4 separate regions of the Mus musculus genome follow, and regions 1, 2 and 3 are each linked to region 4. The links are chromatin contacts, called in public HiCAR-type and promoter capture Hi-C maps. All regions are on one chromosome and are shown on one strand. The core of a region is the stretch at or near the end of the contact, and the rest is flanking DNA. Distances in the headings are between cores, read along the strand shown.

Region 1 (2,700 bases), core at 24-2,523, 2.3 Mb before region 4:
AAAGAGCTATGCAACTGGAAAACCACTAAAACACGAAGAGAGGGTAAAGAAATGTAGCCAACAAGAGATGGAGAGATGGCGGAGTAGTTAAGAACACTGGCTGCTCTTCCAGAGGACCCAGGTTCAATTCCTAGCACCCACACAGCAACTCACAATTGTTTCTAACTCCAGTTCTAGAGGATCCAGACATACAAACTATGCATAAAATAGTAAAAGTAAGTTTTTAAAGGTAACCACAGATTCTGAGCATCTAACATGTGTTAAGCACTCTTCAGAGCCCCCACCCCACCCCCTTCTTAATTTCACTTAACCTATCACGGATATCATGACAGAACTGCTGGCTGGAGACACTGCTCACTAGTGGAGCCCTCGCCTAGCAGCTGCCCAGAGCTTAATCTACAACCGAAAGCGGCTGGGTGTTAAGGAGTAAGTAGCATTAAAGAAGAAAAAGTACGCATTTAACCCAGGTGCGAAGCGCTCTGCTATGGTCAAGCTCACCTAAGTACAACAGAGAACTTAGCAAGGCTAAACAGGAGATTTCCTGAAATGATGCACTCGGAGGTGAAGAATGTCGCCGTCTGGGAAAACCAGGAACCCGGGCTGCGGGCAGGCAGGGAAACCCTGTACATGAGAACTGCAAGCTAGCCGGGATTTCAGGACAGGGTCCTGCATGCAGGGACCATGTATTTATTATTTAATCCTACTTTTATGCCACTTCCATCAAAATGTGGTCGACTTCCCGAACTTCCTCAACCTTAAAAAAAAGGGGGGGGGGGCAGTGCAGCCGAGAATGCAACAGTATGGTCCCTGAGGCACACTGCCAAATTGGATCTCAAGTTCATTATCAGTCAACCTGTGTCTTCACCTGACTTCACTATATACAATAACCCCTGAAAATCGTTTAAAACAGACTCTCTACATTTTAGAATCCAACCTGTTACGTACACTCACCGAAGGCGCCACTATACTTGGGCTGCCACTCGCTCCAATCCATCCCACGCCGCCTCCGCCCCCACGTCCGGCCGTAGGGCGCGCTCGGCTAACCCTGCCCCCTGGCAGCCTCCTCGGCTTCCGCCTCCGCTCGAGTGTGCCCTTCTCACCTCTCTGCCTTCGGTCGCAGCGCTTCTCCCACACAGCACCGAACTCGATCGCCACCGCAGGACCGCCTCACTGAGGCCGGCAAGCGAGCCTGGCCGCCGCGGCTGAATTTAAACTGCAGTTTCACTGAAGGAGCATGCGCGCACGCAGAAAACCCTCCACGTGGCCACGCCCCCGAGCCACTGCGCCTGCGCGCTGCCGCTCAACCGCGGGCCTTGTGCTTCAATATTGCCTGGATTAGAACTGTGTTTGAGCTTTGATCTAACCTTCCATATTAGTTTTTTTGTATTACCGGCTATTGGGGGTTGTTGTTGTTGTTTCCCCAGAAATATTGCGCTTTTTAAAAAATTGTATTTATTTAATGTATGAGTGCTCTGCTGCATATACATCCGCAATTGCCCGAAGAGGACATCAGATCTCCCTAAAGATGGCTGTGAGCCAGAATGTGCTTGCTGAGAATTGAACTCAGGACCTCTGGAAGCGCAGCCAGTGTTCTTAACCGATGAGCCATCTCACCAGCCCCCAAGATTCAAATAGATTTCTCAAAGAATGTTAAATGTAGAAAAGAGAAACTATCAAATATCAGATGTATACAAGCCACTAAGTACTAAGAGGGTTTTTGATGAGGTCATTCATCATGCATGTATTTATGTTTCCTCCTTACTATAGATATTGAATCTGTTTCACAATCATGACAAAGGTGTACTACTATGGTGATTGTTTTTAGAAACTGTTCCTGTAGTGTAACGCAGAATTAAAAAAAATTGACAGGCTCTGGGGAACAGTAAGTCCATTGAGATTTGGTTTTCTGTCACTAGTTACAAAAGCACACACAGCACGGGAGGTGTAGCAATTGGTCACTATAAACGTCTCTGTTTATTGCACTAGGGACACTGAACATGATCCATTTTCAGAGGCTGTGGCTAAAAATCCTAACCACACCCTCAAGCTTGGTGCCCTTCTCGCTCTTTTGCAGAGAGATGTAAGAAAGATTAGTTCTTTGCCCTTTAGTGTCCATTTTATAGGGAGCCTGGCAGTTGTGGGATTTAGTCCCCAGTGGGATCTGTGAGCCTTTGATTATTCTGTTGGTTCTGTTGTCATCTATACATATGCTTGAAAGGCTCAAGACAGAGCTTGCAGTAGAAGAGGGAGAAGGGCTATATGTGATTTCGCTTCTAGCTCCTTAACCCCAATTCCGGGCTCTGGGACTGAGTTACTGTTCCCTAAAGTTTGATTGTATCAAGTTTCAGAGTGGAGGGCTATGTCTGATTATCTCAGCGCTCTCTCTCTCTCTCTCTCTCTTCCCAAGACAGGGTTTCTCTGTGTAGCCCTGGCTGTCCTGGAACTCCCTCAGTAGACCAGGCTGGCCCCAAATGCAAAGATCCACCTGCCTCTGCCTCCTGAGTGCTGGGATTAAAGGCCTGCACTGTCTGGTGAAAACCCAGGATCTTAAGCAGTCCTAAGACTCAATGTTCTTAGGGCCTCTGTTTGGAAAGCATCGTCTTGTCCCTGTAGATATTCTAAAAACCAAAAACAGGACTGGAGAGACGGCTCAGCAGTTAAGAGCACTGACTGTTCTTCCAGAGGTCCTGAGTTCAATTC
Region 2 (2,700 bases), core at 39-2,538, 2.0 Mb before region 4:
AAGGCTCTGCAGAAACTATGGCTCAGAAGGAAGTCAGTCTTCACTCTTGCTTTTCCCTCTCCCTTGCTGTGTCCCCCACTTCTCTGCTTTCAGCCTTATTCACTTCCACGGTGAACGAGTCACGTGATGTTACACGTAAATTACTCAGTTAAAAAAAAAAAAAAAAGCCTCTTTCCCCACCTCATTATCCCATATGTCAATTCCAGGGAAGGCTCCATAAAGCCCCGCTCAGGCAGTGCTTATCCCTTGACCAAATCAGAACTGCCAGCGGGAAGGAGTAATTTAACTGGCGTACTCACAGGCCATCTTCTCATGGAGGCTGTTTTATTGCTACAGGGGTTGTGGAAAGGTCCCTCTAGGACCTCAGTGTTCCACTGGGAGTGACTCTTTTGCACAAGGGGATGGACTTGTCATATTTGAGCAAAGATGGCTTGGGAGTGTAGCACACGATGGATCAGTGAAGAAGCAGACACTAGAAATCTCATCTCTCTTCTGACTGCCAATGTCATAAACCCAGAATAATTCCATGGAGTGCTGTTTATTACAGTATGCACCAGCCAACACGTTTTCCGTCCTTCGTGGGGGACTTCTGGAGGATACGCAGCTGTTTCTATTTGTAAGCTGAACGTGATGCTGTGCGGCTTTAACTCGGGTATGGATTGCTAACTGCGGAGGCAAGTGGGTGGGAGCCAGCAGTTTCCCGCAAGTCAACACACTTCAGGGGTCCTGCGGATTGCCCAGCCCTGGCCCCAGAAGCCTCCTTTCTCCAAACCCCCAGGCAAGAATTCTCCAAAGGAAGATCTCCGCCCAAAGAAGGCCAGCAAGGTGCTCCGCCCAGAGGCGGGGTGGGTCAGCAGCCCAGGCTGGTTTAACTGGTTGGAACCACTTAAAGTACGCAGACGCTGGGGGGAAAAGTGTCACTCTCAGTAGCTGCGGACACCAGGCCAGAGCTTGGGGAGGAACGCGCTTTCTTTCCAGCAGAGCTCCGCAGGGCTCCCACACTGTTTTCACTTGGATTCGCTCCGGTAGGTGTGTGTGTTCCACTCGCTCCCCAGAACACTGCGCAGGCGCCTGCAGAGCCTTAGCGTTTGGCGCATCCTCTCGCGGGTTCCCTGTTCCCCCTTAACGAGTTCCAGCTCGGGAGGCGCGGTGCTTTCTGGGCGTTGTGGTTTATGTCGGAGACAAGGGCCCTACAGCAGCGGGGCGTTGGGTTAACTAGAACTACAACTCCCGGCGTGCCCCACGCGAGGACGCGGGGCGTTTGCCCTAGCCGGCCCTAGCCGTCACGGCCAAGGAGCCGAGGACCCGGGAAGCCGGCTGCGGCGGGAGGAGGGCGTGCGCGTGCGCGCTGGGCCGGCTCGTCCTGTTCTGTCCCAATCATTGTAAACAGGCGAAGGCTGGGCGGGGTGGGAATGGGGCTCCCGCGGCCGGCCCGGGGTGCAGCGCAGGAGGCGGCGGTTGTGGCGGAAGCGTGAGTGCGAGGAGGCGGCGGCGGCTGCAGCGGAGCGGACGGTCGCTCGGCGGCAGGCACTGGTCAGTGGCGGGGAGCGGACGCTCGCGGGGGTCGCAACGCTGCGGCGGTGTCCGTGGGAGCCGTCGGGCGCCCGGCCTCGCGCCCGCGCCTGTCACGCAGCGTGCCGGGCTTGGGATCCCGGGCTCGGAATGGGAGTTGGGGGTGGGGGGCGTGGCCGCCCCGCCTTACGTTGTCCGTGAAAGCTTCACCCCGGAGCTTGCTCCTTTGGGGTGGGTCACGCCGCCTGCCCGACAGGCCTCCTTGGGAGCACCCGGGTGTGTCCTGTGTTGCTCTGGGACCCAGAGGCTAGTTGGGAGTCCAGCTGCTTCCTCGGACCCTTCCAGGCCTCGGGGCATCCCTGCGGGCCACACCTGGCCGGAGCTGCGGCCGGGGACTGGCCTGACGCAAGCCTTCCGGTTTATGGGTCGCATCTGCCTCGCGCATCTGGCTCGCCCACCTGTCTCCGTGTTTGCCGGGTAGAGTCGGGGGAACAGCTCCTGTTGTCGCCCGTGGCAGGCGTTGGGCAAGGGGACGACCCTGTTTGCAGTGGTACTTGTTCCAGGGTTCAGAAGTGTTCTGTCTGATCTGGAGTTAGGAGCTCCATTCTCAACGGCGTTTTCAAGCGTTTTCGTACCAGAGTGTTCTCAGTCGAGGCCAGCTTTCTTTTTCCATCTTTTAAATATGTCGTTGTGAAACAGGTTTGACGAATTACTCCACTTTCCAGTCTCCTGAAGTAGGTAGGGCTGGTTCAAGTTTGGAGATTATTACAAGGATTCTTCCAGAGAGAGCAGCGTGCGTACCCTAAGGTTTTTAGAGATCACAGCTGTTTTCATTAGAGGTCTGTGCTTGTGACAGAAGTGCTATAGTGTGGGCATTGAGCTGTTGCACTGCCCAGCTTTGGTGGTGTTGATGGAACGGGGGTGGGCTAACACTGGTGCTTTGGGGTAGCATTACCTATACTTGGCCGTTATTAACAAAGTACTCAGTGATAAGTTATAAGCCTACTTTTGGTTTAGTGTTCAGACAGCACTTTAAGGAAAGGTCCCATCACTTTCTGTAGTAGGAATTATCTCGATGATTTCAAGGTCCTGGATGTCTTCTTCAAAATGAAGAACTCCTGTTAGTGGTGTTAGCATTTTCAGAGGTCTGCAGTCAGTAGAGTGCTTCTTGTTTTTCAGTGTGTCCCA
Region 3 (2,700 bases), core at 123-2,622, 2.2 Mb before region 4:
AGACTGTCTTTTTTTTTTTTTAAGCTAGATTTGATTTATATTATGTGGATTAGTGTTTTGCCTGTGCTCGTGGTGTGCACCAAATCCAGAAGAGAGCAGTGGACACCCAGGAACTGAAGTTACATAAGGTTTTGAGTGGTCTTGTGGGTGTTGGGAACAACTGAATCTAGGTCTTCAAACAGTGCTTTTAACCCCAGAGCCATCTCTCCAGCTCTGCCTATATAAAAAGACTAACTGGTTGTGAGTGCTTATGATTTAGGGTCTAAGGTAGGTCTTTAAAGTTAAGTTTTCACCAGAAATATAGCTCTCACTATACACCACTGTTGGGTACTTGGTTGGCATGAGCAAGGGCAGAGCTTCAGTCCCCAGTTCACACATACACAGATTTCTCTAGAAGACTGTTCATACTGAAAGTTTTTTATAGCTGAGAACAATGGAAGACAATCTATCCTGATTTTTTTTTTTAATGAAGGTTTATGTCCCTGTCAAGCCCAAAACTCACATCAGAATTTACAGCTTATTATTGATAGGACTGTCTTAAAATCATTAAGATACTAACGGATACTGAAGGAGGCCACAGTTAACGAAGAGGGAGAAGATGGTTTCCTGTGGAGTATGTAACTTCTTAGGGTGGTTAAAGCACAACGGTTGCAGGCTAACCGCTGTAGATTAAAGTATTCAGAAGGAAGTCTGAGGACAAGCTGCTGCGATGGTAAAATTTCCTCACACGCCCTATGAGACTTAGTACCACAGGAACAAATTTGGTGAAATTTCTGCTCAGAAAGGTCACAGGATCGCATGGCTAGAACTGAGCTTACCGATGCGTTCTTTGCAAGCAGTGCTTAGAGCCGTGCTTTGGGAACAGAGTGCGTCTGGCTGGGACATCCCTCGGCCCGCGCCGCACGAAGCGGCTCAGTCACGCAACCCGGACCTGCCCCACAGTGCTGCGGTGCCCTCCCGCCCGCACGACCACCGCTAACAAAACCCTCCCGGTTTCCGGCTGGTTTTGCCGTCCCAACTCAAACCCTGCAAAAATATGTGCGTTTCCTCCGCCGGGCGCCAGCACCCATGCCGCCTTTTGCACATCTCCGGTGGTGGTGACTGCGCGTGAGGAGCTCCCCGGCCGACGGCTCGAGGGCTGCTCCGACTCCCACGCGGCTCCAGGACTTCCGGCCCCCTCCACCCGCTCCGCTTCGCTCCCCAAGAACGCCACCCGCCGCCGCGCGCTCCGCTCCTCCGGGGAGCCCAGGGACGGGCGCGTCGGGGGCGGGGCACGGCGGTCACGCCGCCCGTCCCGTGCCTGCAGGAGTCACGTGTCCGCCCGGGTCACGTGCTCGCGCCGCAGCCAATCGCGGAGAACGCTGTCCAGGAGCAAGGAGGCTGTGGTGAGAGACCGACCAAGACCGGAGATGTTTTTAAGCCTGGCCCCGGCGGCATCAGGGGCTGTTGCAGCGGCGACGGAGACACCGGCAGCGGCGGCCACCCGGAGGTCCTCGTTCAGGGGGTGAACCCTTCTGCGCCCGCTGAGCCTCGGGTCTGTGCGGGCCAGGGGGGCGTGGCGACCAGAGGGGAGGAAGGAGGGCGCGGTTTCGAGTCTGTCCCGGGTACCAGGGAGGAGACCCTCAGCCCGGTGCCCCGTCTCCTCCCCGGAGCCAGGTAGGGGGGTTGCGCCTCTGCCAGCCGCGCCCAGCCGTGTGCTACGCGCCACTCGGCCCAGCCCAGCCCGCGGCGCGGCCGGCCGGACCGTGACAGGCCGTTGGTGGCCGCCCCGCCCGGCATCCTGACGGGTCGCGGCGCAGGTGGGGCCGCCGCTGGGCGACGCTCGGGCGGCGGCTAGCGCGAGCGCCTTGGCCGCCGCTTACCGGAACATGGCGCGGCCGGGAGGGCGCCGCCAGCGCACCGGGACGGACGGCATCGCGGGGGCGCGCCGTGCCGCCGCGCGCTCCCGGTGCCAGCGGCGCTGCGTGCGCGGTTGTCGGAGACTCGGTGCGGGCCGGGGCGTAGGAGGCGCGATGGTCCCGGGAGAGGTGCGTGAAAGCGAAAGAGCTGCGGCTCGCCGGAGCCAGTTCTGTCCTAAATGCCAGTGCGACCTGCCCTTGCCGCGTTGAGCGATCAGGTCTAGTTTGTGCCAGTTCCGATTGGAATGATGTTCAGAGACCCTTAGAGCGTATTGGAATCTTAGATCTGGTTTTTGGAGAGTAAGATGGAGATGACGCATCCTTCAGGATCCACGGCGTTGAATAAAAACGCTGTACAAAGAGGTCACCGAAGCCCAGCTGACAGCTGTTTTAATAATTACAGCGAGAATAGTTGAGGATGGAAATGAACAGTATTGCACTAGTTGAGTACGTCGGAAACATTTGAAGCAGTGTGGTTGTAGGGACTGTAATTTCCGCTGGACACCCCTTGAACTGGGGCGAAGTATGTTGCAAATCCGGCGATCAGTGACGCTCAGGGATTATCGTTAATTCTGTGGTTGAGACGAACCTGCATTCTCAGCCATGTGTTTCTTCTTATTTTAAAATGGCCTGAGTCAATTATAAAGAAAGATGAACTATCCCAGTAAGTCATCTGTTCATTAAAAACATATGCCCAAGTAGGCCTTTAAAAATCTTGCTTACTGATCTTTTTTTCATTTTCTTAAAGCGTTACACAAAGGCTTTCCTGGAGATTAACTCAGAACTGCCAAAATGTGCTCTC
Region 4 (2,700 bases), core at 180-2,679:
GAAAGCCCTCAACTCTAGGGCTATCAGAAAATCTTTTCTTGGCTGTAAAAGGGACACTCAACCTTTTTACATCCTTTGGCTCTTCCACACACCATTATAAAGCCTACACAGGTGTGTATATAAATAGTCCCTAAACCACACCATGTATTTTGCAATACTTTTCCTTTAAACCTGTTCTTATTTCACAGATGGACTGCAAAGTATTTTTTAGATGTTAACCACTAAAATACTGTGGGCCTTATCTTTAGATTCTCTGACATCAGACGTTTATATACGGTGACTTCAGGTTGAGAAGGTTCTTTCTGAAAAATGCCTGAAAACTCCTGTACATGTTGGAGTAGCATATGTTAGGGTGACCGTGAGACCATTGTGAATATATACAGCTTCTTCCGAAGTAAAAGTATCAAAAGCCTCATTGCTCTTACGTCATAAGATATTGAAAATGAAAGGCTGCCCGAACAAACTGAAATTGCAATGGCATGCCCAACAAAAATCACAAATGCACAGAGTTCCAAGCGACCACCTCATGGAAACTTAATTGTTCAAAGGAGCCCTAGCTCTTACCAAAACTAATCTCATGAACTCCTTTCGGAGGGCTGATCTTAAGAGGAGTCCAAGGAAGACACAAAGGTGCCTCCAAATACCTCAGACCCCTAAAAAGCCCTTAGGGAAAAAATCACCCCTGACAAGTCCAGATGCCTCCAGAAGTCTCCCTGGGCCGGACTTCTGAAAGGCTGCCCTGAACCAAAGGGGCAGTGGGACGTGAAGCTGAAGCGAGGCGACACAGGGTCAGAGGGTCCTGATGAAAGGGGCTGCGGGAACTCTCGGGGCTGGGTGCCACAGGAGAGGGCGGCGACGGGTGAGGAGACCAGAAGGGGTGTGGGCACCGTGGGCGAGCGTCGGAGGAGCGCAAGAAGGGAAAGGGTGCGGGCTCCCCACCGCAGCAGCTCCCAACCCCGCCCCACGCCCCGCACACCCGCGACCCGCGACGGGGCGGGGCCAAGCGCCCGCCACGGCCGGCACCGCCCCCTCAGCCTCCGGGTCCCGGGCGGGTAGGAGGGGCGGGCCTGGCGGGCCGGGTGAGCAGCCCGGACCCAAGCCCAACCCGGAACGTTCCGTCGCGCGGGTAGGATGAGGCGAGTGTGACCCCGCAGCCCCGGCAGGGGACCGAGCTGGCTGAGGGCAGAGGAAGCGCCTCCGCACAGCCCGCGTCCGCTGGGCCAAAAGCCCGGCGCCCCCCTGCAGGCGGGAACGGTTACCCCCGCGCTGCGCTCGCCTTCCGGCCTCCTTCCCACCTCCCGGGGCGTTGCCCCGGGCAACGGTGCCTACGGACGGCGGCGTGAAACGCACCTACCTAGAACCTGACAAGCAGAAGCCCCTCAGACCCGGGAGCCAGTCGCCACCCGGCGTCACGGGGACTGCTCCAGCCAATAGGCGCCACCGTTGCGAGGCTCGACAGCCAATCCCGCTACACTCCGGTCTCCGGGCACCCCGAGAGTTTAGCCAATGAGAAGGAGCAAGGGGCGGGCGCTGCCACCGGCCCCAACCCCCTCTTCTACAACCTCCCAGGAGGCGGGCGCGGCCCATTGGCTCGGACCCGCGAGGGGCGGAGCTCAGCGAGTGGGCGGAGGCTGGAGTTGCGGGCGTGAGGAGGCGTGGGCCGTGGCCACCGCCCTGCGTGCTGTTTCCCGTCGAAGCTTGTTCTTGCGGTCTCTCGCGTAGAAGATCCCGCTTCTCCGAGCCCAGCCGTCGGCCTGAGCGGTGGGATGGGCGCGGAGACCGAGGGAGCCTGACAGGAAACTCCGGAGACTCGCGGGGCCAAAGCCGGGAAGTAGCCTGTCCGGGTGATAAGCTGAGGCCGCCCGGAAGGGTCAGCCCCGCGGCCCTGCCGGAAAGGAGGTGTGACGAAACGTGGAGCGCCCGCGGGGGACCGGCGAGGGCCGGCTCTCCTTCCCACCCCGAGCTGGCTGTGCAGCGAACTCTACCTTCCCGCGCTCTGCTTGCGTGTGCTGTAACGTGGATTCCTTTAAATCGGCTTTGCGTTTCTGCGGTGTGCTCAGAACTGCCTTTCCCGCTCCTGTGCCTGCAGTGTCAGACGCTAACGAGCTGACATTCTCTGGAAACATGAGGATGCTCTGCAAAGAGAGCCGCGAGTCCTGGGAGCGGTCCCCTCGAAAGTACTTACCTCTAGGAAAGTCTAGAAAGCGAGGGCCTAAACTGATGTGTTCTTCCAGTGAGGGCTGTTTTCCGAAGCGCTCCTTTGCCAATTTGGTACAAAACAGGAGTAAGGTGGACCTGAACAGATCTTAGTAGGTGATCTGGAGCTCTGTGATAGGTGTTCATGGAGCGTCACTCTCGGGATTGCTGTAGCACGCTTTTTAAGGCAGTGTCCTCTTGTACGTGAGCTCAGCCACATTCACATTCGTCGCCTGCAACAAGTCTGACAGCTCCATTTCCCCTCCCACCCTTAAACCTTTGAGTTAGATTAGAGCCAAAGAAGAATTAATACTTTTTAAAATTCTAAATGGTTATTCACTTAAGTCAGTTTCAAAGACCAAGAAACCAAAACATACTTTAAGGACACAGATATCTTACAGTTGAAAATGGATGAGAGTCTCTCCCCCTTTTTCTCAGAAAACAATTATAAAGTTCTCTTGTCAGATTTATGGTCCAGGAATATCTTTTTCAAGAACGTGGAAT

Evidence for each region. Promoter capture Hi-C pulls out the DNA fragments that hold promoters and counts their contacts. HiCAR-type assays count read pairs that join an accessible place to other places.
Region 1: a promoter capture Hi-C map of pre-B cells shows a contact between it and region 4, with 2.6 times the contacts expected there. The contact joins the promoter of Ddx11 here to the promoter of Fer in region 4.
Region 2: a contact with region 4 is called in a promoter capture Hi-C map of pre-B cells, with 4 times the contacts expected there. The contact joins the promoter of Ralbp1 here to the promoter of Fer in region 4. A contact is called at or near these places in 3 of 39 promoter capture datasets (embryonic stem cells, hippocampal neurons and pre-B cells) and 1 of 115 datasets of contacts at active chromatin or transcription factors (astrocytes).
Region 3: a contact with region 4 is called in a HiCAR-type map of astrocytes, with 7 times the contacts expected there. The contact joins the promoter of Ankrd12 here to the promoter of Fer in region 4. A contact is called at or near these places in 1 of 39 promoter capture datasets (liver), 2 of 115 datasets of contacts at active chromatin or transcription factors (astrocytes and pro-B cells) and 1 of 9 other capture datasets (liver).

The regions. Positions count from the first base shown.
Region 1 is chr17:66,122,093-66,124,792 of GRCm38.p6, reverse strand. Ddx11 (DEAD/H box helicase 11) reads right to left here and starts at 1,273. Exons shown (of 27, transcript NM_001348292.1): 1 at 1,101-1,273.
Region 2 is chr17:65,883,511-65,886,210 of GRCm38.p6, reverse strand. Ralbp1 (ralA binding protein 1) reads left to right here and starts at 1,288. Exons shown (of 10, transcript NM_001198949.1): 1 at 1,288-1,533.
Region 3 is chr17:66,075,718-66,078,417 of GRCm38.p6, reverse strand. It overlaps Ankrd12 (ankyrin repeat domain 12), which reads left to right and starts at 1,372. Exons shown (of 13, transcript NM_001025572.1): 1 at 1,372-1,534.
Region 4 is chr17:63,862,710-63,865,409 of GRCm38.p6, reverse strand. Fer (fer (fms/fps related) protein kinase) reads right to left here and starts at 1,429. Exons shown (of 19, transcript NM_001037997.3): 1 at 1,355-1,429.